2 separate regions of the Mus musculus genome follow, and region 1 is linked to region 2. Evidence: chromatin contacts called from public HiChIP or PLAC-seq data. All regions are on one chromosome and are shown on one strand. Each heading gives the region's core, a stretch centred on a gene start, on an enhancer-like site or on the middle of the called end of the contact. The rest is flanking DNA. Distances are from core to core; before and after follow the strand shown.

The links. HiChIP or PLAC-seq counts read pairs in DNA pulled down with a chosen protein or histone mark.
Region 1: an H3K27ac HiChIP or PLAC-seq map of microglia shows a contact between it and region 2, with 5 times the contacts expected there. The contact joins two enhancer-like sites. A contact is called at or near these places in 2 of 115 datasets of contacts at active chromatin or transcription factors (microglia and pancreatic cancer cells).

The regions. Positions count from the first base shown.
Region 1 is chr10:19,520,474-19,526,161 of GRCm38.p6, reverse strand. No RefSeq gene overlaps it. Among named protein-coding and RNA genes, the nearest start is that of Gm33104, 37 kb to the right of the region's middle. Within about 2 kb of position 3,756, at least 79 of the 459 cell types and tissues checked have an H3K27ac peak or open chromatin away from gene starts, as enhancers often do. A contact at or near this core is called in microglia, where this site is marked.
Region 2 is chr10:19,066,236-19,072,179 of GRCm38.p6, reverse strand. Gm51814 (predicted gene, 51814) reads right to left here. Exons shown (of 4, transcript NR_168594.1): 4 at 2,821-2,974. Among named protein-coding and RNA genes, the nearest start is that of Gm51814, 6.4 kb to the right of the region's middle. Within about 2 kb of position 3,584, at least 55 of the 459 cell types and tissues checked have an H3K27ac peak or open chromatin away from gene starts, as enhancers often do. A contact at or near this core is called in microglia, where this site is marked.

The DNA.
Region 1 (5,688 bases), core at 2,507-5,006, 450 kb before region 2:
AAAGCTATCTCTTTACTTGGGTGATAAAAATCACCTGTGCCTATGAACTATGCACCTTTGATATGTAAACATATTATAACAACCTGAGAACAAACCCTTATAGCCAAAGAAACTGAGTACCAGGCATGCCAGCCATACCTCAGCCAGCTAGAGCCTGCTAATTGATCAGACAAAAATGTCAGCAATAGCCAATCAGGGTTTGTTTCTCTGTGCCACTTCTTTTTCTTGGGGGGCGGGGTGGGATTGATTATTGAATGAAGAACCCAGCATTTGGTAATTCTTCCTCTCCATACCTTTTCTTTGCCTAAATCACCTTTGTTAATGGTCTTAATTTTTCTAACAGTATTTTCAAAACAGAAGTATTAGCAAAACCAAAAGGAGGCCTTAGGGTTTAGGTGACCCAAGTAAGAGAACTTTTGCATTCAAGTCAAACAGCATGTTTTCCAGCAGGTGCTAGGCAGGAGACTTATGCATCATTTATCCAGAACTGAGCACTAGTAAAACTCTAAGTAATTTTTACTACTTTTTCACATAATGTAGCTGGACACTGTTTATTGGTGTAGGTTTTTCTGTTTTTTTTTGTTTTGTTTTGTTTTTTTTGTTGGTGGTGTTTTGGTTTTTTTTCCCCTAGGGATTGAACCTAGGCTCTTGTTTATGCTGGGCAAACATTGTGTCACTGAACTAAAGCCAAAAAAATTGAACTAACTAACTAAGTAAAAAACACCATAAAACCACGTAAAAGTTCTACATGTGTACCTCCTGAGAAGCCCTCAGAGTGATAAGGATTGAAGAGTCCAAGAAGATAGGGCTTAGAGGAAGACAAACAATTGCTTTTGGAAATAGAAATGAATGTATAATAAAAGGGTTGGCATATTCATACATGCTACAACATGACAAAACTTACATTAAATGACAGCAGTTATTCAGAAAAGACAATGCATTAGTCAATGTTGTTTATATGAAGTATCTGTAATAGGCAGATTTATAAAGGTCAAAAATAGATTTGGGTGTAGGTCACAAGGGAGGAACATAGTGAGCAGTGCTAATGGGTGTGGGAAAGTGGTAATAAAATGTTCCAAAGTGACAGTGTGGAACTGATTCCACGAGTGTGTGACTATGTTTTAAAACATTGGATGGCATACTTTAAACGATATGATTTACAGAATGGGACCTATCTCAATGAGCGTTTTTTCCATAAAGAACAAGTTTAATTCATAGAAATGTAATTACTTCTCTTTAGAGATGTCTCTAAATGGAAGTTTCTAGGCTTGATGATTTTCTAGATTTCTAGATTTCTAGTTCAAACGGTGACAAACTGCTCCTTTACTGAACATTTCCTGGACAAGCTTCGGGCAGGAACCCTTGCATGAGTGACAGGCCCCAGTCCGCCCTCGGTAGGCCCCCAGCCCTTAACACAATCTAAACATACTGACCTTGGTTTTTCGTTTTTGTTTTTGTTTTCTTTTTTTTTTTTTTTTTCAGGGAACAGTGTCTGCTTTATTATGTATAAACAACCACTTACATAGTGCAAGCCTATCAACTGACTGATTAGTGCATTACCTCAGCTTGGACGGTGGGCATTCAGACCTCCAGGGTCCCTAGGCCTAAGAAGCATATCAAAGCAGACGTGGGGAGTGCAGACTTGTCTGCAGGCCAGCGATCAGCTGCTCTACTTCAGAATCCAGTGTTCTGACTGCAGCAGCACGCTGAGCCTTGCTTCTTATTTAGAAGGCCAGTGTGCCACCATGTAAGCTGGCCACCAGGTAATGCCTGCATTTTCTCCTGCATGGGCTGACTGAAGTAAGTGTGTCACTGAAGGTAGGATCTGCTCGAAACATTTCTAGTTCTCCCTCCCCCTCCCCCTCTCTCCTCCCCTATCCTCCTCCCCCTCTCCCCCCACCTCCCATCTCTGCTTTGTGCTTTACAATCTTGAGTTCTCAAGTTGATGTTCCTATCGTACCATGCTGTCTACAATGATGATGCCATTGTCCCTCTGAAACCGTAAATGCTCATAAACTCTATATTTTTGGGCCTTCGTGCTTGTGCATATGGATACCTGTTCTTGTTAACTGAGGTATGTCCACACAGGATACAGTTTTTAATTCTTCAAAACTCACCCTGAGAAAGGCTCTGGGCTACACTGGGATCCCAAACACCCAGTGTAGTCACAGGCAGGAAAAAAAAGGGGGGGGGCTTTCTATTGACTTAAATCTGAATCTGAATGCTCCTCTCTGGATGGCACTCCATAATACATAAGAAAGAGGCTTGGAAATCTTACTGACAAGAACAGTTGTCTACCTTTATCCACAAAAAATAAATCCCAATGCTCCCCACCATGAATGTCTAAAATTCCATCCATTCTTTCATCCCCCATACGTACACAATACACATAGGCACATGGGTTGGCAAGAACAAGATGGAGTGAACCCTCATCATGCCTAATTTTAATAGTATGTGCTTTAAGACATGAATTATCTCTGGATTTTCCTGTTTAATATTTTCTTTTTGGACCACAGGTAGGATGAGACTACAGAAAGTCAGGTCTGGATAGATAGGGTTGCCATATGTCTTAGCAAGTATTCTATTGCTGTGTAGAGACGCCGTGACCATGGCAACTCTTATAAAGGAAAGAAAGCATTTAACTGGGGACTTGCTTACAGTTTCAGAAGTCTGGTATATTATCAGCATTGCAGGAAGCATGGTGACACATTGGTAGACATGGTCCTGGAGGAGCTGAGAGTTCTACAACCAGATCAGCAGGCAGCAGGCAGGAGAAAGACACTGGGCTTGGCTTGAGCGTTTGAAATCCCAAAGCCCACACCAGTGACACAGTTCCTCCAAGGAGGCCTCATCTGCTCCAACAAAGCCTCATCTCCTAATCCATTGGAATCCACACCCTAATGATTAAGCATTCAAGTATATGAGCCTGTGGGGGCCATTCCTGTTCAAACCACCACACCATAATATCATCTGCTCCATAAAACCAGCAAATGAATGTATTATTTCAGAAAATCTTCCCAATCTTAATAAAGATGTTAAGTGTGGGGATTTGGGGTATTGAAAGCCTTGTGGGGAACCAGCAAGTCTGCGGGATGCAGTAGTACAGTGTGTGAATATGATCGTGTGTTAGTTTCTCTTCTCATAGATGTAACAAAGTGGCTCCCAAAAGCCACTTAGAGAAGGAAGGCTTTATTGGGAACACAGTCCATCAGTGTGGAGAGAAGGAAGCCTTTATTGGGAACACAGTCCATCAGTGTGGAGAGTCACTAACAGGATCTTCCCATGCCACTTGTGTCTGTGGTCAGCAAGTAGAGAAGAATGTTGGTGCCATCTTTACATCCTAGCTCACAGGATGGTGTTGCCCGCAGTTGCATGCACTTTCTTCAGGTTGGACATCCTCCCAGGCCTGGTTAACAGATGTGTCACCTGGCGATTCCAAATCCAGTCACATCCACAATGACGATTAGCCACCACAGTCAGGTCTCAATGGCAAATGTTAGGAGCCGACAGAGTGTTGAAAGTCAGTCAGCGCTGGGAGAGCTGAGGTCCTCTGGAGAGAGGCACATTTAAGATTTTATATCAAGTGCTGTGTAGAGAGTTTGGAGGGAAGCAAGGAGGAGAGAAGTACTGTATCAGGGCTCAGCTGTCTTGGGAGATCCTGAGAGAGAAAAAGACACAAATTACAGATATGTCTGGCAAACCACACAAGAGCAATGTGTTCTGTCTGTCACACTGTGGTTTTGTTTCTTTGAGGAAGAACTGGCTTCCCAGGCTAAGCATTAAATGCCTTTGACTTGGCATAATTTCCTCCTTTAGAAGTCTCACTCAGAGGAAGCTGGGCACAGGCAACAAGCAGGGAGCCCTCGGCTTTGACTTTTTCTTTTTTGTCCTCTTAACTCGGCACTTTCCTTTGGGACAGTGTTTCTGGTTTGGTTTTGGTTTCTAACTACATTTACCTCTTTCTCTCTCTCTCTCTGTGCTCATGTCTCTCTCTTCTCTCTGTCTTTCTCTGTGTCTGTGTCTGTCTCTCTTCTTTCTGTGTCTGTCTCTGTCTCTGTCTGTGTCACTCTGTCTTGGTCTCTGTCTCTCTGTCTCTGTCTCTGTGTGTGTGTGTGTGTGTGTGTGTAAAATCTACAAGAGTTGATTGATTCTCTCCTTCCACCATATGTGTTCCAGAGACTGAACTTAAATCGTCAGACTTCACAGCAAGCGCCTCTACACACTGAGCCATGTTAGCTGTCCTGTGGTTTCCTTTAAAATTCACGCAAAAGTTTATAGTTCTTGTAAAATGCTTTTAGTTTAGACACACACAGACGGAGATTCAGTGTAATAAACCTGGTGCCTTCACTCTGGTGTTGATGATTGGCATGGTGCCTACTCTCTACATTTCCTCCTCCTCCTCCTCTTCTTCCTCCTCCTCCTCTTCTTCCTCCTTCCTCCTCTTTCTATTTTTTCTCCTGCATATTTAAAAGCAAATTCCATGCACACTGCTCTTCCACACTTTGTGTTTAGTGCATCTCTGAGAAGGGATTCTAACCATTTACTGTTATCACACATAAGTGGCAACAGTTCACCCCTATCCTTTAGTACCTAGCTCATATTTGAAGTTTCTGGAATGTTTAATAAATGTCCTTCTTAAAGGTGGGTTTTCTCCAATTCAGATGTCCATACAACAGCCACATGCTCTCTTGCTATTTTTCCTTCCAGTTGATTAAAAACAAATCCTGGATTTGATTGCTGCTTCATGGTGTCAGCACTGTTTAACAGCCACCTACTTCTGCCCTGAACATAAGTTGGAAAGATTTTATGTTCTGTTTGTTCCAGTTCTTGAATTGGTGGCTGGTCCTGGTAGCATCCTGAATCATTCGTGGAAAATAGCAGTTCTTGGATTCATGGAAGCTTTTCTTTTAATATCCCGGCTCTCTCACACTTCCAGCTGATGATGTCAGTGGTGTTGATTGTTGTCTGGCTGTTTACCTAACTGAGAAAAATGTTGGCTTTTCTATCGCATGGCTGTTTTCTGACTCTGTCATTCCTTAGGCTTGGAAACTGGCTTTGCAGAATAACTAATAATTTGGAATGACCGTTCCTTTATCAAGCAGGGCTACTTGGTTCTATTCAAGAAAAACAGGTTTAATACCGAACATTTTCATACCAGTCAGTACAAGGAGCTGTGACTCTCGCTTCCTCTAATGGTGAAGAATAAAATAGTTTTCTTTCTCCACTTTACAAAGTAGGTCTATGAGCATAGAGGTGACGCTATGTATTTATTTTTAGTTATGTATATGTGTGCATTTCTGGGAATGCACCCCATATGTATTAAGGTGCTCAGGGGGGTCTAAGGAGAGCAGCAAATCTCTCCGAGAGGTGGAGTGACAGCGGTTGCGAGCTGCCAGATGTGGTGCTGGGAATTGAACGTGGGTCCCCTGGAAAGCAGGAAGTGCTATTAACCGCTGAGCCATCTCTCCAGCCCCAGCGTATGGGTTTTATATACCCAATATATTATAGTTTGTTGCACCCATCCCTTCCCCAAGTTCCACTGTCAAGTCATGTGGTCACCGAGCCTGCTTCCAGTGGGTTTCTGTATTCTGTAGGTATTTTCCTTGACTTCTGGAAAAAGAGGTCATGGTTGTATGACTTGCCTTTGGTCTGAAACCAGCTATCGCTGTAGGGAAACAGTTCTTTATA
Region 2 (5,944 bases), core at 2,335-4,834:
TTTTCAACTTCATATAGAAAAATAAAAAAATCATGGGATAGCAAAAACAATTCTGAACAAAAAAATGAACCTCTGGAGGTATTACCATTCCTAATTTCAAGTCAAGACTACAAAGCAATAGTATTAGAAATCGCATGATGTTGGCATAAAAGCAGACAGGTTGATCAATGGAATTGAATTCAAGACCCAGAAATAAACACACACACCTATGGACTTGATTTTTTTTTAACAAAGAAGCCAAAACTATGCAATGGAAACAGAAAGCATCATCAACAAACAGTGCTGGTCTAACTGAGTGTCTGCGTGTAGAAGAATGCACATAGATCCATATCTATCACCCTGCACAAAACTCAAATCCAAGAAAATCAAATACCTCAACCAGGTGCAGTATATCTAATAGAAGAGAAAGTGTGGAATAGCCTTGAACCCATATGTACAGATGACAACTTCTTAAACAGAACACCAACAGCTTAGGCACTGAGATTAGCAATTAGTAAATGGGACCTCATGAAATTGAAAGGTTTCTGTAAGGCAAATAGGATAAAAGGATAAAAGTGTGGCCTATATAGTAGGAGATCTTCACCAACCCGACACAGGACTGATATCCAAAACATATAAAGAAATCAAGAAATCAAACACTAACAACCCAAATAACCCAATTTTCCTTCTAGTATATTATGTAAGGCTGGATTGCGGACAGATATTGTTTAAATTTGGTTTTGTTATGGAATATCTTGTTTTCTCCCTCTATTTTCACAGACAAATCTCTTAATGGCTAAGAAACACTTAAAGGAATGTTAAATATCCTTAGTTATCAGGGAAATGGAAATCAAAGTGGCTCTTATACCCATCAGAATAGTCAAGATCAAAAACTCAGGTAACAACTGTATAACCACTTTGGAAATCAATCTGGCCATTTCTCAGAAATTTGGGAATAGTTCTATCTCAAGACCAAGCTCTACCACTCCTGGACATATACCTAAAAGATGCTCCACCACGCCACAAAGACACTTGATCAACTATGTTCATGGTAGCTTTATTCATAAAAGCCAGAAACTTGAAACATCCCAGATGTCCCTCAACTGAAGAATTGATAAAGGAAATGTGGTACATTTACAAGATGGAATACTATTCAGGTATTAAAAACAAGGACATTGAGGCTGGAGAGATGGCTCAGCAGTTAAGAGCACTGACTGCTCTACCAAAGAGAGCAGTAGGTCCTGAGTTCAAATCTCAGCAACCACACGGTGGCTCACAACCACCTGTAATGAAATCTGATGCCCTCGTCTTGTGCATCTGAAGACAGCTACAATGTACTAAATTATAATAATAAATCTTTGGGCCAGAGCCAGCGCGGACTGAGTGAGCAGGGCTGACCAGAGCAGAGGTCCTAAAAAAGTCAATTCCCAACAACCACATGAAGGCTCACAACCATCTATACAGCTACAGTGTACTCATATACATAAAGTAAAATAAATAAAAATAATAATTTAAAAAAGCAAATAAACAAGGGCATCATGAACTTTGCAGGCAAATGTATGGAACTCAAAAATATCACCCTGATTGAAAAACTCCAGACCCAGAAACACACATATGGTATGTACTCATATAGACCATATAAGTGGAAATACACATATGGTATGTACTCATATAGACCATATAAGTGGATATTAGCCATAAAGTGCCTTTGGCTCCCTTTTCTCTGGCTGTACTACCTTGTCTGGCCTCAGTGGGAGAGAATGCACTTAGTCTTGATGGGACTTGATGTAGCATGGTGGGTTGGTACCCACGGGGTGGGGGCTCCTCTTCTCTGACTAGAAGGGGAGAAGGAAGGAGAGAAAGGGGTGGGAGGGTGGGACTGGGAGGAGATGAGGGGCACTCTGTGATCTATAATGTGAATAAATAAATAAATGAAAAAATAAAATTAAAAATAGATTTTAAAAAGAAAGAGAAAAGCAAACGATAAAGCATGAACTAGCATGACGAAGCTTGGCCGTTTTAACTTTTGACCTTTGCCGTCACACTAGCTCCTTTTGAATTCCAGATCACATACGTCTAATGAGTCACTTTGTGCTGTATGGATGCATTACGTACTTTTTCTGATAAAACTTCACTTTCTACTTCTTTCTTTTACTGAAAATAGATTTTTTTTCTCACATAATAGCTCATGGTTATGATTTCCCCTTACTCTCCTCCTCCAAGCTCTTCCCCACCTCCCCTCCCACTGAACCCACTCCCTTTCTGTCCCTCCTTAGAAAAGAATGGGCTTTTAGAAGATAATAATAATAAAATATAATACATCACTATATTAACAGCAAAATTTATAGTAACAAAATAAGATGCATTATTACTCCTTTATTGTAATATGTTTGAATTGGGCAATATTACAAGTTGATGTTGGAGAAAGAAGTGTGGCAATCAGGACTTTCGCTCAGACCCTTCAACCTCAAAAGGAAAGGATGTGCACAGCATCGTAGTTTCCCTGATGCTATTCTCAGTGTCTTATTTTGAAGGAAAAAAACATTTTTTTTCCAACAGAGTCTCACTCTGGCTGGCCATGAAATTTCAGTGATAGGCCTACCTCAGTCTTCCAATGCTGAGATTTCAGAAATGACCACCACACCCAGTTCTGTAGTGAAGAAATTTTGATGTGTGTTTATAGTGTTTTTATCTATACTGTTTGAATAAAACATTTCTACTTTTATATTCCTTACCCAAGACTTTGTGGCATACACAGCCTCTTCAAGTTCTCATTTCATAAAAGTTAAGATATTTTGGGAACAGAGGGTGAGGCTCCATAAATATCATTAAATTAAATAGAAAAGTTCAAACATTTTATTAAGGCGAAGTTACAGCAATTGTCTTGTATGAACTTTTCTAAGATAGTCTGCTGACTTTCACTTAGGAAGGCTCCACATCTTAATCATTTCTGAATTTCTGATAGAATTCGGTGGTGTCTTTAGGGCTGAATCAGCTATTCATAGAAAGAAAGAAATATCAACACCATCAGCTGAATTTAAAAGAAAATGCACATGAAACTTTCAATTAAATCAGAACCAACTAACCTAGGCAAAATGAAATAAACCAGTAACTTCAACACTGAGGCAGGAGGATTGTTGCAAGTTTAACTTTGGGGTACATATTATCAGACCAATCAGAAATATCTAGCAAGACTTTCCCAAAACAACAAGGTGAGAGCAATTTCTTATACATTGGGTATAACTCCAGAGAACTAGCTCCCAGAACTAGACTACGAACAAGGTAAATACTAGACTTCAACCTTCACTCAAAGGGAGAAACCCACCACGCTGTTCACCTACAAACTTCCGCAGCACCCTGAATTTTCCTGGTAGGATCTCCAGCTAAGGATTGGGCAGGTTGAGCCATCTTTCTTCTCTGACTCAAACAGCTGATAACACAAACTGATTCAAAGGTTACGGGTGGGGTTAATGTACCCCCCCCATTCATTACAGAGAATTCCTGTGTCTCCATAGCAACTTACACTTTCAGATCAAACACCTGTGCTCACTGACCCTGTTCAGTCCAACTTTCACTTTCACTCTTTTTTTTATGATGTGAAATCAGTCCATCCCGAACCTCTCGCTTCTGAGTACTGGGATTGCAGTGGTATTACTGGCATGACCCACTACCCCTCTTGATAGTTACAGGAAGTGTGTGATCGTTTTCAGTTGCACTTTCCTTTTCATTTTCAGACATTCTCTTTCTGACTCACTACTAAATAGAGAGCTCATTTCAATAATCTAAAATAAAAATTAGCCTCAAGAAGCCACCGTGCAGAAGAGATGAGAATCTTAGAATTGGGATCTGTGAATGCTAAAAGGAGATTTAACAATCATGTCTTTTTAACTCAACTCCAAAGAGTTAGGAAATATTCACACCAACCCTTAGGAGTGGAAGTGCAATCAGAACCAAGTGTTTGAAAATTTCAAGGCATATAGTTTGGTCCAGCAATTACAAATGGTAGGACTTAGTTTTCAGATATACTTTGAAACATATAGATGGATATACATGTAAGAGCACCCAACAACCAAGAGGCTTCTATCAGCAAAAAGATACTGTGTTAAAGTACAATATGCCTCTGACAGGAAAAGGAGGAAAGATAATCCTTGACTCAGAGAATAATGTTCACAATATAGTCCTTTAAAATAATTCCAAAGTGTGTGAGAAAGACCAAGAACATGTACACGTGTGTTTACATAGAAAGAGTGACTGGAAGCCAACGGGCTCATTTTAATAGTAGTTGCCTCTAAGCACAAGATTGAGGAGCAGTGGGAACAGGTCTTTTACAATTTATTTTTATACTCCTGTTGCTACCCACTCAGTTCTGCAGAGGGAATGATACTTGCTGGTGTTCTGGCTATTTAGTGTATAACCTAGGAAACAGTATCACCTCCTACCTCTTATGTAGGCTGTCCCTGACATTGTGCTACAAATCCAATGAGGATTCGATTGGGGTTGTTTCTAGGTTAGTAAGAGCAATACAGGGCTGAGGAAGGGCAGGGGAGGCACCCCATTCCACAGCTTAAGGACACTGGGCTTGTTTCTGGGACTTGAAATAAGCCTCCAGAGACACAGAAGTATCAATGTCTGGTGTGTTCTGTACAGAGAAAGAACTAAGAAGTGAATGGCTGCTTAGTTTTTTAACTCCCCAGAAAATCACCCCAACAGAACAAGCAGAGTGACACCAGTTTCTTTGAGGTCAGCATACTGTTGGTTTCCTGAATCTTTTTAAGAGATGACTTCTCTGATCCTTAGGAGATCTCATATTTGCCCAATGAGCATAACCCATATTTGTGCCTAACTGCTTGAAATAAAGATAGAATGGAAGAGATTCTTGTTGCTTATCACCATCAACCTTCCTCTTGGTTCTCGACGAGTGAAGTAAACATGTATTTTCTATGTTTCTCTTTCCTGTTCAGGGCTCCATGTGATTGTATCTCAGTTATCGTAAGCCATCAGTACATTACGTACCTCATGCTATCGTGGCTGTAATGGAGTTAGTCTCAAGCTATTTGTTTGGAATGTAAGATAAAGTCCCTATGTCCCTTCTACCATATTGACTAACAAGATAAAGAGTAAGAGGCAGCTAGGAACTGCAAAGGAAGTATGACTTAGGAGTAAGTCAACACCAAAAAAAACCACAAAGTTTAGAGCTGAAGAACCAGGTCCTTGATGGTATCAGTTCACCAAAGGACTCAGCTCCCCAAAACCATGCACTTCATGTGGCCATCAGATGACTAAACTGAGTTCAGTAATACTGACCAAGTACCTACTTAGGGGACAGATATTGGACTACATTAGTAAATTCAGTGGACAAGAAACCCTGCTTTCATAGAGAAGGAAACAGGACAAAGGTGATAATCATGAAGAACTTGGCAGAAGCATCTTGAAAGATGATGACTATTTTGGGAAGGAGAGGAACAGCAAAGAAAAGCTAGGGAGATGGAGATGGGGGAGGAGGGAGGAGCTAGAGAAAGCCCTCCTTTATTTCGGCTAGGATGAGTCAGAGGTGTCTCGGCTACTTATCTATTAAGGCTTAGATGTGAAACATTTGCAATATTTGTAGCCTACTTCCTAACACATATTCAGGGGCAGAAATTTTAACGGAGTTTTTAAAGTCAACAAAATGAATATTAATTAGACTTATGTACAATTTAGGTGGGAGAGAGTTTTTGAGTTTCAAGTGAAGGTTGAACTGAATTATTCTAAAACATATATCCAGCCTTAGATCTTACTTATGAATTCCTGCACTTTTGAGCCAAGGCAGGAAGATGACTAGATTTGAGGCCATCCTGGGACACAAATGTACACACACACACACACACACACACACACACTCATATGTACATACATACATACGTATAACCCTAAGTAAATGAATATCACTGATCCTCATTTTTGGGGAAGGTTGTGGAAATAGTCT